Regions from separate parts of the Mus musculus genome. Here region 2 is linked to region 1. A link is a contact called in public promoter capture Hi-C data. All regions are on one chromosome and are shown on one strand. Each heading gives the region's core, a stretch centred on a gene start, on an enhancer-like site or on the middle of the called end of the contact. The rest is flanking DNA. Distances are from core to core; before and after follow the strand shown. Region 1 holds the start of Tma16 (translation machinery associated 16). Region 2 overlaps Gm39185 (a long non-coding RNA gene).

Region 1 (4,056 bases), core at 596-3,095:
ATTATATTTAAGGGGTTTCTTTTTGGTTTTTTGTTTTTGTTTTGTTTTTTGCTATGCAATCCTGTATTTTGGCCCATCTATATTATTTAAAGAGTCAGAATTGACTTTCTATAAGAGAAACCAAAAATAAAAATGGCTTAACCTAAATAGTTTTAGTCTCTTCTGGTTCACTTAAGGAGGCAGGCGCCCCCTACCCCGTTAGCCCATAATCTCCCAGACAGTCTGCAAGGGCTTAAAACCTGCCCTCCACTCTAGCCCTGAGTGGAAAAGAAACCTCAGGAAAGTTGTCCTACACCCTTTGCCCAAGTTCTACTGACCAAAACCTACTGTTACATAAAATAGATGAATATATATAATTTTTAATCTCTGAGAAAAAAAAAGACTATTAGGGAACAGGTGGTCCCTAATATTCCTCTTCAATAGTCACTCCTCTAAAGGCCAAATAGCTCTTGAAGCTTTTTCAAACCTGTCAGTTACCTTTATTCAACCCATACAATCAGGCCTAGGTTGCTCTATTGTTAGACCCCTTTACAAAGAAGTCGAAAAAATCTGTCTACAGTGTTAATCCAGTATAGAGTTTCTTTCCCTATTGAAAGAGATCAGCTTGGTTCTAAGCTTTAGCACAGAAAGCCATCTCTTCCAACTTTCTTCTCCAGCATTTCCTTCACACAGCTCCTTCTCCCCATTCTTACTGAAGATCACTATTCCAGAATAAACCACACTGCAACTTGAGACTACACTTGTTATCTCTGTCTGTAATTCTTTCCTTCCCTTTTCCTTTGCTAAGACAAAGCTCGAAATAATCTCAAAAAAACTCTCCAAATAATTAAAATGTTCATCAATTCCTCATTCACACAATTCTCTTAGACATTGGTCATTTTTTCATTAATCTGATGAGAGAAGGCACGTCTAAGTCTGAAACCCATCTGAGGTTGGCTATGAATAAAAAAATAATAATCTTAAAGCCGTAAGAACACACACATGGAGGATAGTGGGGCAAATGAGAAACGAGATTAAACATCAAACATACACATGGCGAAAACAGATTCTCACAAATTGTTCTCCGATATCCACACGTACATAAAATCAGTTATAAACATAAATTCGGCCAGGCGGTGGTGGCGCACCCCTTTATTCCCAGCACTTGGGAGGCAGAGGCAGGCGGATTTCTGACTTTGAGGCCAGCCTGGTCTACAAAGTGAGTTCCAGGACAGCCAGGGCTATACAGAGAAACCCTGTCTCGAAAGAAAAAAAAAAAAAACATAAATTCGGATACTGTGAATGAGCTCTTTATATCGCTATACATAAACCGTTTATAACACTCTTAACTACTGTCTTAAAATGCAAACAAAACAGCATTGTTGCCCGGTAGGAATGGGAGTTGTAGAGGCAGGACTAAAGTCAGAACAGAAGGGCTGCGGGCCGATGCACCTCGTGGGTGGCTGTGACCCTGGGCAGGGGAGACCTGCACTTGCCCCAGGGCAGAGGTGGGTGGATCCACAAAGCGGTATTAGTTAAGGCCCTCAGGAAAATGAGAAACCGGGAGACGTGGACAACGCCACCCAGAGCGAGTTGAGAACGCGCTGGAGCACTCCGATCCTGGGGCAGCACCGGGGGCCCACCACCGCCCCACGCAGCCACTCCGAGTCCCGGCTTCTCCCGGGTCCGAGCTTGTACTCCCCGGCCGCCCGACCAGAGCCTCCCGGAGAACCTAAGGGGCCGCTCACCATGGCGATGTCTTGGCCACCGAGGCCGGGCGATGTCCCGATGCGACAATTTCACAGAGGGCAGCGCAGCCGCTCTCAAGTCCGCTTCTTCCCTAACACACGTGGGCCCCGGGGGAAACAAATAGGGGCGGACAGGAAGGGGAGGAGCTGGTGCTTTCTCTAAAGCGTCCCTAGAAACTGAGACGTAATGTTTTTCCGCCCGCCTTGTTTTACAGCCCGGGAGCCACACAAAGGCGGGGAGAGTAGAGAGAGAGAGAGAGTCGAGCTCAGAGAACAGAAGTCTGTCTGTCTTCTGTTTCTGACTGAAAGGCCGGCCTTGAGTATCGGCCAGAAGGCAGCTCTCCATGGGCGAGCAACTTGTTAGGAGATAGCATTACCTCACCTAGAGGTGCCCATCTCCCAGAATGGTGTAAATTCAGCCTTCACTTTTCCTTTGATTTTCTCTACCATTTTCTTTCTATATCTAAAGCCTGTCTCTCCGGCCTTGTTATTCCGTTTTTGAACAGCATGGTAAAATTTGATAGAAAGTCTTACGTAGTAATTATTAATCAAATGCCTAGTACATGCTACGCATTGAAGGTACTTTGACAGTTTCCCTACTTTCTTTTTTGTATAATTTCTATCTGTAGTGGGACATAAAGAAGTTAGTATTTCAAATACTATTATAATATAAATTATTACCATAGACTAAGTGGATTTAACATACACAAAAAAGGGGAGGAGATGAAGGATCAGGAGGAGAAGGGATGGGAGAAGAGGAGATGTATGGGGGAGTGTTAGGAGAGGGATATGGGAGAAAGGGGGGGCGAGGAAGAGGATGACAATGAATGGATTCCTTGGACCCTATCAGACAACTCTGAAATAAAACTAGAATCCAACAGCAAGAGAAACTACAGGACTTAAAACAAATACTTGGACACGTAATGGTACAATTTTAAATGTACAGTGGGTCACTGAAGAAATCAAGGAGAAAATTCTTAGAAACAAATGAAAATCATAGGCACTCTACGAGCTAGCTAAAGCATCCTAACAGGAAAGTGAGTATTTACAATAAAGCAAAATGAGAGTTTCCAAGTGAAGTAATAATTCATCTTAAGGTTCTAGAAATAAGAAGTCACTCCCAAACCCAATCACTGGATAAATAAATAAATTCATCAATCGATCACTATTAAAGCGGGACCTAATGAAATAGAGACCAAAAAAACCCTCAATACATAGGAATAGCTAAAGCAATCGTTTTTGTTAAAGGACAACTGTTAGTATTTTGTCTAAGCTCCACAACACAGTTATCTGGCAACAGCCAGGTAGGTTCTGCCCCCCCAGTTACCTGGCGTGGTCCCTCAGGGGGAAGGGCTGTGGGCCCACGGAGGCATCCCCTTCCCCATGCCTGACTACACCTCCACAGAATATATCCCCCCTTTATCTTTTTATAAACACATCAATAACAAGACTGATTAAACCCCTAGCCAAACTAGCAAAAGAAATCCCAAATTAATAAAAGTAAAGGTGAAAGCAGGAATTGTAACAACAGACTCCAGTGAAATTCAGATAATCTATAGAATACTTGGAAAATTTTATTTCAAAATGCTGATAAACATCAAAGTATTTGATGTATTTCTAAACATGTATGACACACCAAGATCCCTGAAAATATAATACAGTAAATGTGTTCATTATATGTAATAAGATTAAAAGCAATAATTAAAAGTCTCATCCAAAGAAATGTCTAGAATCAGATGGACTCATGGCTGAATTCTACCAAACTTTTTTTTTTTTTTTTTTTTTTTTTCTGAGACAGGGTTTCTCTGTGTAGCCCTGGCTGTCCTGGAACTCACTTTGTAGACCAGGCTGGCCTTGAACTCAGAGATCCTCCTACCTCTGCCTCTCAAGTGCTGGGATTAAAGGCGTGCACCACCACTGTCCTGCCCAAAATTTTAAGAAAGTCCTGATACTAACACTTCTTAAATCATTTCTCAAAGTAGAAAATGAAGGAGTACCTAGTTTATTCTATGAAAGCAGTATTATCTTGAATAAGCTCAGATAAAGACATAGCAGTTACAGACTAATTTTCCTGATGAACAAAGCTGCAAAAAAATTGTGAACAAAATAATTGCAAACCAAACACAATTAAAATACATTACATAATTTAAATGTATTCAAAATATATAGTATTTTCAAAAATACATTATCATACACCTAACCAATTAGGCAAATTGATGAATATAATACGCTATACAAATAAACTAAAAGACAGAAATAAGATCGCTGGATTTTAAACTGAGGATTTGCAGCCAAGGTGACTATTTAACATAACAAAGCAGACCTGGCC
Region 2 (4,056 bases), core at 484-2,983, 420 kb after region 1:
CCACCTTTTCAGCCCCAGAAATGATTGTTTTAACACTCAGAGGATTCTCTCATGTTGAATTTAGTGATTTGACATCTAGATAGAACTTTGTTTTCTGGACTTGGTGGGAAATTTTAATCACTGAGACTGGGAAAATTAAGACTATTTTTGAGAGCCAACTTTCACAGTAGGATGTTTCAGAAGAAACATGGGTCCGTGATGGGCTAACACTTTAGAGAAGAATGGCTCCTGGAAAATTTAGAATGTGTCACGAATGGTAGTCTTCCTTTTCTTTCCCCTCTCCTCCAATGACCTCCATGATCCTGTCTTTCTTATAAGCACTGCAAGTGAAAATTGTAGAGCAGAATGGCATGAACCTGTCCGAGACAAGTGATTTCAGACACCCATGACTCATGAAGCCCAAAGAGCCTGTCTCCTAAATGAAGAATTGATTTATGGGAATTATGCAGAGAACATATTTTCCTCATGCTTTTCCTTGTTCAAACAAGTGTGGTGTTGTGATGTGTGTAACAGTGCAGTGTGACTCAAGCAAAGGCTCCTGACTGTGCTGCCTGGCTCTAGTACTTCAATTCCTACAGATCAAGCATTAATTATCAAAGGGCAGAATGGCTCCCACAGATGTAAATCTTGGTTCTTAGAATGGACAATGTCCTTCATCTTTTTATGACTAAAATATATGTACATGCAATGATCATATAAATACCATATTTGGTATTTGAATCTTTAGGGTAAGAGATTAGGAAAAAATGTCTGAAAAGGCTCTTTGGAGGCACAATAATAGTGATGATGATGATGATAAAACTCCAAAACTCTATTATACTTTGTGCTTTTAGTTTTTATTAAAGATTTTATCCTCCCATGCCCTGGCTAATGGAACAAATTGTAGAGAACTAATAGCTATATGGGGACCAATTTTTTTAAGTGGCTGAGCCAATGCAGGGCTCTCCAGTAAAAGCTTGTTTACAGCATGTGCCGAGTCTTAGACGAAAGTGAGGCTGCTCCTGTTTGAACTGAAGTCTGGTCATTTCTGAAGGACTAGGTGAGCCCCAGGCAGAAGAAAGAAAGTTGTGTCTTGGATGGAAGATTGCAGTCTGAGAGTGTTCCTGGACTCTGGGACTGAAGGGTCAGAGCCAGCTCTGGACACAGCCTGACCAGAGCAAGAGGACACACAGTGTTCCACTTTGGGGCTCAGCCATACCTACCTCTCCACAAAGAAGAACATTCTATTTTATGTTGCTCTGAGGAAGCATTCAATAGTATTTCATTTCACGGAAGCGAATTTTTGCTTATAATAAAAAAATTGCCTGCCAGTATATTTTTCATCTTACTAAACTATCTGTAAAAAAAAAAAAAAAAAAGATAAGAAAAATAAGTAGTTTTGACAGAAGTTTGTAGCACTAAAAAAGTCTGCCTTCTGCAGTCCAGCAATAACATGAGAGAGAATATTCAGAGTATATGTTTAAAACTAAGTATTGAGCATATATTTTTGTTCAGAATAACAGAGAACAGGTCCAAAACCTATAAGCTTCATTTTTGTAAGTATTCTTCTTGTTTTTCTCCATTTTCTACTCAGTAGTTTAATTATTGGTAACGTTTAGTAAGCATTCAAGACTATACATTGGGTACTCTTCTAACTGGAATTTAATAGAGAGTTTCTCAATACTTATTAGAGTGCTATTATCTGAGAGCTATTCTTAGCTGCAGCTCATAGTGAATAATTTTCCAGTGCTCACGCTGCTAGCAAATTGCAGAGTTGAGGACTACTCAGCCTTTATCTCAGTGCTGATCCCATGGCTCAGATCTTAACCTCAGGAGCAACTATCCGAGGAGGAGCTGCTCATTATGCCACAGTACATGCCAGGAATAGCCCCGGGGACTCTGCAGACCAGTGATTAAAAGGGAGGGGTCCCGATGTCTCTGGGGGATCTCCCTATAGCCGTGTAAGAACGCAGCTTTTAATAATATCAGAAGAAGGAAAGATCTGTCTTGAGCCTAATGAAAATCCCAGCTGCTGCCTTTTGTGTTCTTTGGTTCTCTGAGATGTGGAATTTGCCAACATATGAAAAAAAAATGCTGAACAATTTGTTGAGCTGAGAATACAATTAAAGTGGATTTATTTTATACACAAATAGTTCTCTGGGTAATTTATACTAAACCACCAGGATTCTCACAAGTCCCCCCATTCTGGCAGGAGCACTCACTCTGACATTATCCCAAAAGGGAAACCAATCTCTATTGTATTCGAAATTGTTTCTTAGTGGCATTTTGCTATGACTCTGGCTTATAAATCAATAAGCTTGGGAAGTAGGATGAATAAATCTTCTTAAATAAAAATGTTCATGCTTGCCACTGTAATACAGGAGAGTAATTGTAGGAATAAAAATATTGATATCTTCTATGTCTGTCTTTTTCAGTAACAAAATGAAATAACATATATAAAATATAACAGAGCATGCTGAACAAATAGCTATTACCAATGTCTTTTACATTGGTTCTTTTGTATATTTTTGTGGTGTATGGACATAGTCGTGTGTGTTCATGTGTGTATGTAGGTGCATTTACAAGTGTGTGAGCATATATGGGGAGAAAGGAGATAGACATCGGTGTTTTCCTAAACAGTTCTCCACCTTACTTTACAACAAACAAACAACAAAACCCCAAAGCACAGGGTCTCTCTCTCTCTCACTGAACTTGTTCATTAGACTGGCTGGCCTCCTCCATCTGCCTGCCAAGCTCTGGGCTGACAGGTATGTGCCACCACACCTAGTTTTTTAAACATGGGGACTGAGTATCTGAACTCACGTCCTCACACCTGCCTGGCAGGCACTCCGCCAAAGAGCCAGCTCTCAAGCCCTGCCAACAATATCAACTTCATTAAAGATATTCTTCTGCAAAATACAAAGTATACCAAAGATGACAGCAAGAAACTACCATCTAAATCACATATTTATATGTCAAAGGAGCTTATTAAATTATCTGTCCCGAAGAAATCACTTGACAACATGCATGATCATCAAGTTACAATCTCTTTGTAAAAAATAGCTCAGAGGAACACTCCTCCATTGTTGGTGGGATTGCAAGCTTGTACAGCCACTCTGGAAATCAGTCTGGTGGATCCTCAGAAAATTGGACATAGTACTACGGGAGGATCCCGCAATACCTCTTCTGGGCATATATCCAGAAGATGTCCCAACCGGTAAGAAGGATACATGCTCCACTATGTTCATAGCAGCCTTATTTATAATAGCCAGAAGCTGGAAAGAACCCAGATGCCCCTCAACAGAGGAATGGATACAAAAAATGTGGTACATTTACACAATGGAGTACTACTCAGCTATTAAAAGGAATGAATTTATGAAATTCCTAGGCAAATGGTTGGACCTGGAGGGCATCATCCTGAGTGAGGTAACACAATCACAAAAGAACTCAAATGATATGTACTTACTGATAAGTGGATATTAGCCCAGAAACTTAGTATACCCGAGATATTTGCAAAACACATGAAACTGAAGAAGAACGAAGACCAAAGTGTGGACACTTTGCCCCTTCTTAGACTTGGAAACAATCACCCATGGAAGGAGTTACAGAGACAAAGTTTGGAGCTGAGACAAAAGGATGGGCCATCTAGAGACTGCCATATCCGGTGATCCATCCCATAATTAGCCTCCAAACAATGACACCATTGCATACACTAGCAAGCTTTTACTGAAAGGACCCTGATATAGCTGTCTCTTGTGAGGCTAGGCTAGGGCCTAGCAAAAACAGAAATGGATGCTCACAGTCAGCTATTGGATGGATCACAGGGGCCCCAATGGAGGAGCTAGAGAAAGTATCCAAGGAGCTAAAGAGATCTGCAACCCTGCAGGTGCAACAACATTATGAACTAACCAGTACCCCGGAGCTCTTGACTCTAGCTGCATATGTATCAAAAGATGGCCTAGTCGGCCACCACTGGAAAGAGAGGCCCATTGGTCATGTAAACTTTATATGCCCCAGTACAGGGGAATGCCAGGGCCAAAAAGTGGGAAAGGGTGGGTAGGGGAGTGGGGGGGGATG

What was found. Promoter capture Hi-C pulls out the DNA fragments that hold promoters and counts their contacts.
Region 2: a contact with region 1 is called in a promoter capture Hi-C map of hippocampal neurons, with 2.2 times the contacts expected there. The contact joins the enhancer-like site here to the promoter of Tma16 in region 1. A contact is called at or near these places in 4 of 39 promoter capture datasets (embryonic stem cells, hippocampal neurons and liver), 2 of 484 Hi-C or Micro-C datasets (the Ba/F3 cell line and the N1E-115 cell line) and 5 of 115 datasets of contacts at active chromatin or transcription factors (the 230-238 cell line, embryonic stem cells, large pre-B cells and 1 more).

The regions. Positions count from the first base shown.
Region 1 is chr8:66,484,685-66,488,740 of GRCm38.p6, forward strand. Tma16 (translation machinery associated 16) reads right to left here and starts at 1,846. Exons shown (of 7, transcript NM_025465.3): 1 at 1,728-1,846. The coding sequence starts at 1,730.
Region 2 is chr8:66,909,073-66,913,128 of GRCm38.p6, forward strand. All of the region lies in intron 1 of Gm39185 (a long non-coding RNA gene), which reads left to right. Among named protein-coding and RNA genes, the nearest start is that of Gm39185, 5.0 kb to the left of the region's middle. Within about 2 kb of position 1,734, at least 13 of the 459 cell types and tissues checked have an H3K27ac peak or open chromatin away from gene starts, as enhancers often do. A contact at or near this core is called in hippocampal neurons, where this site is marked.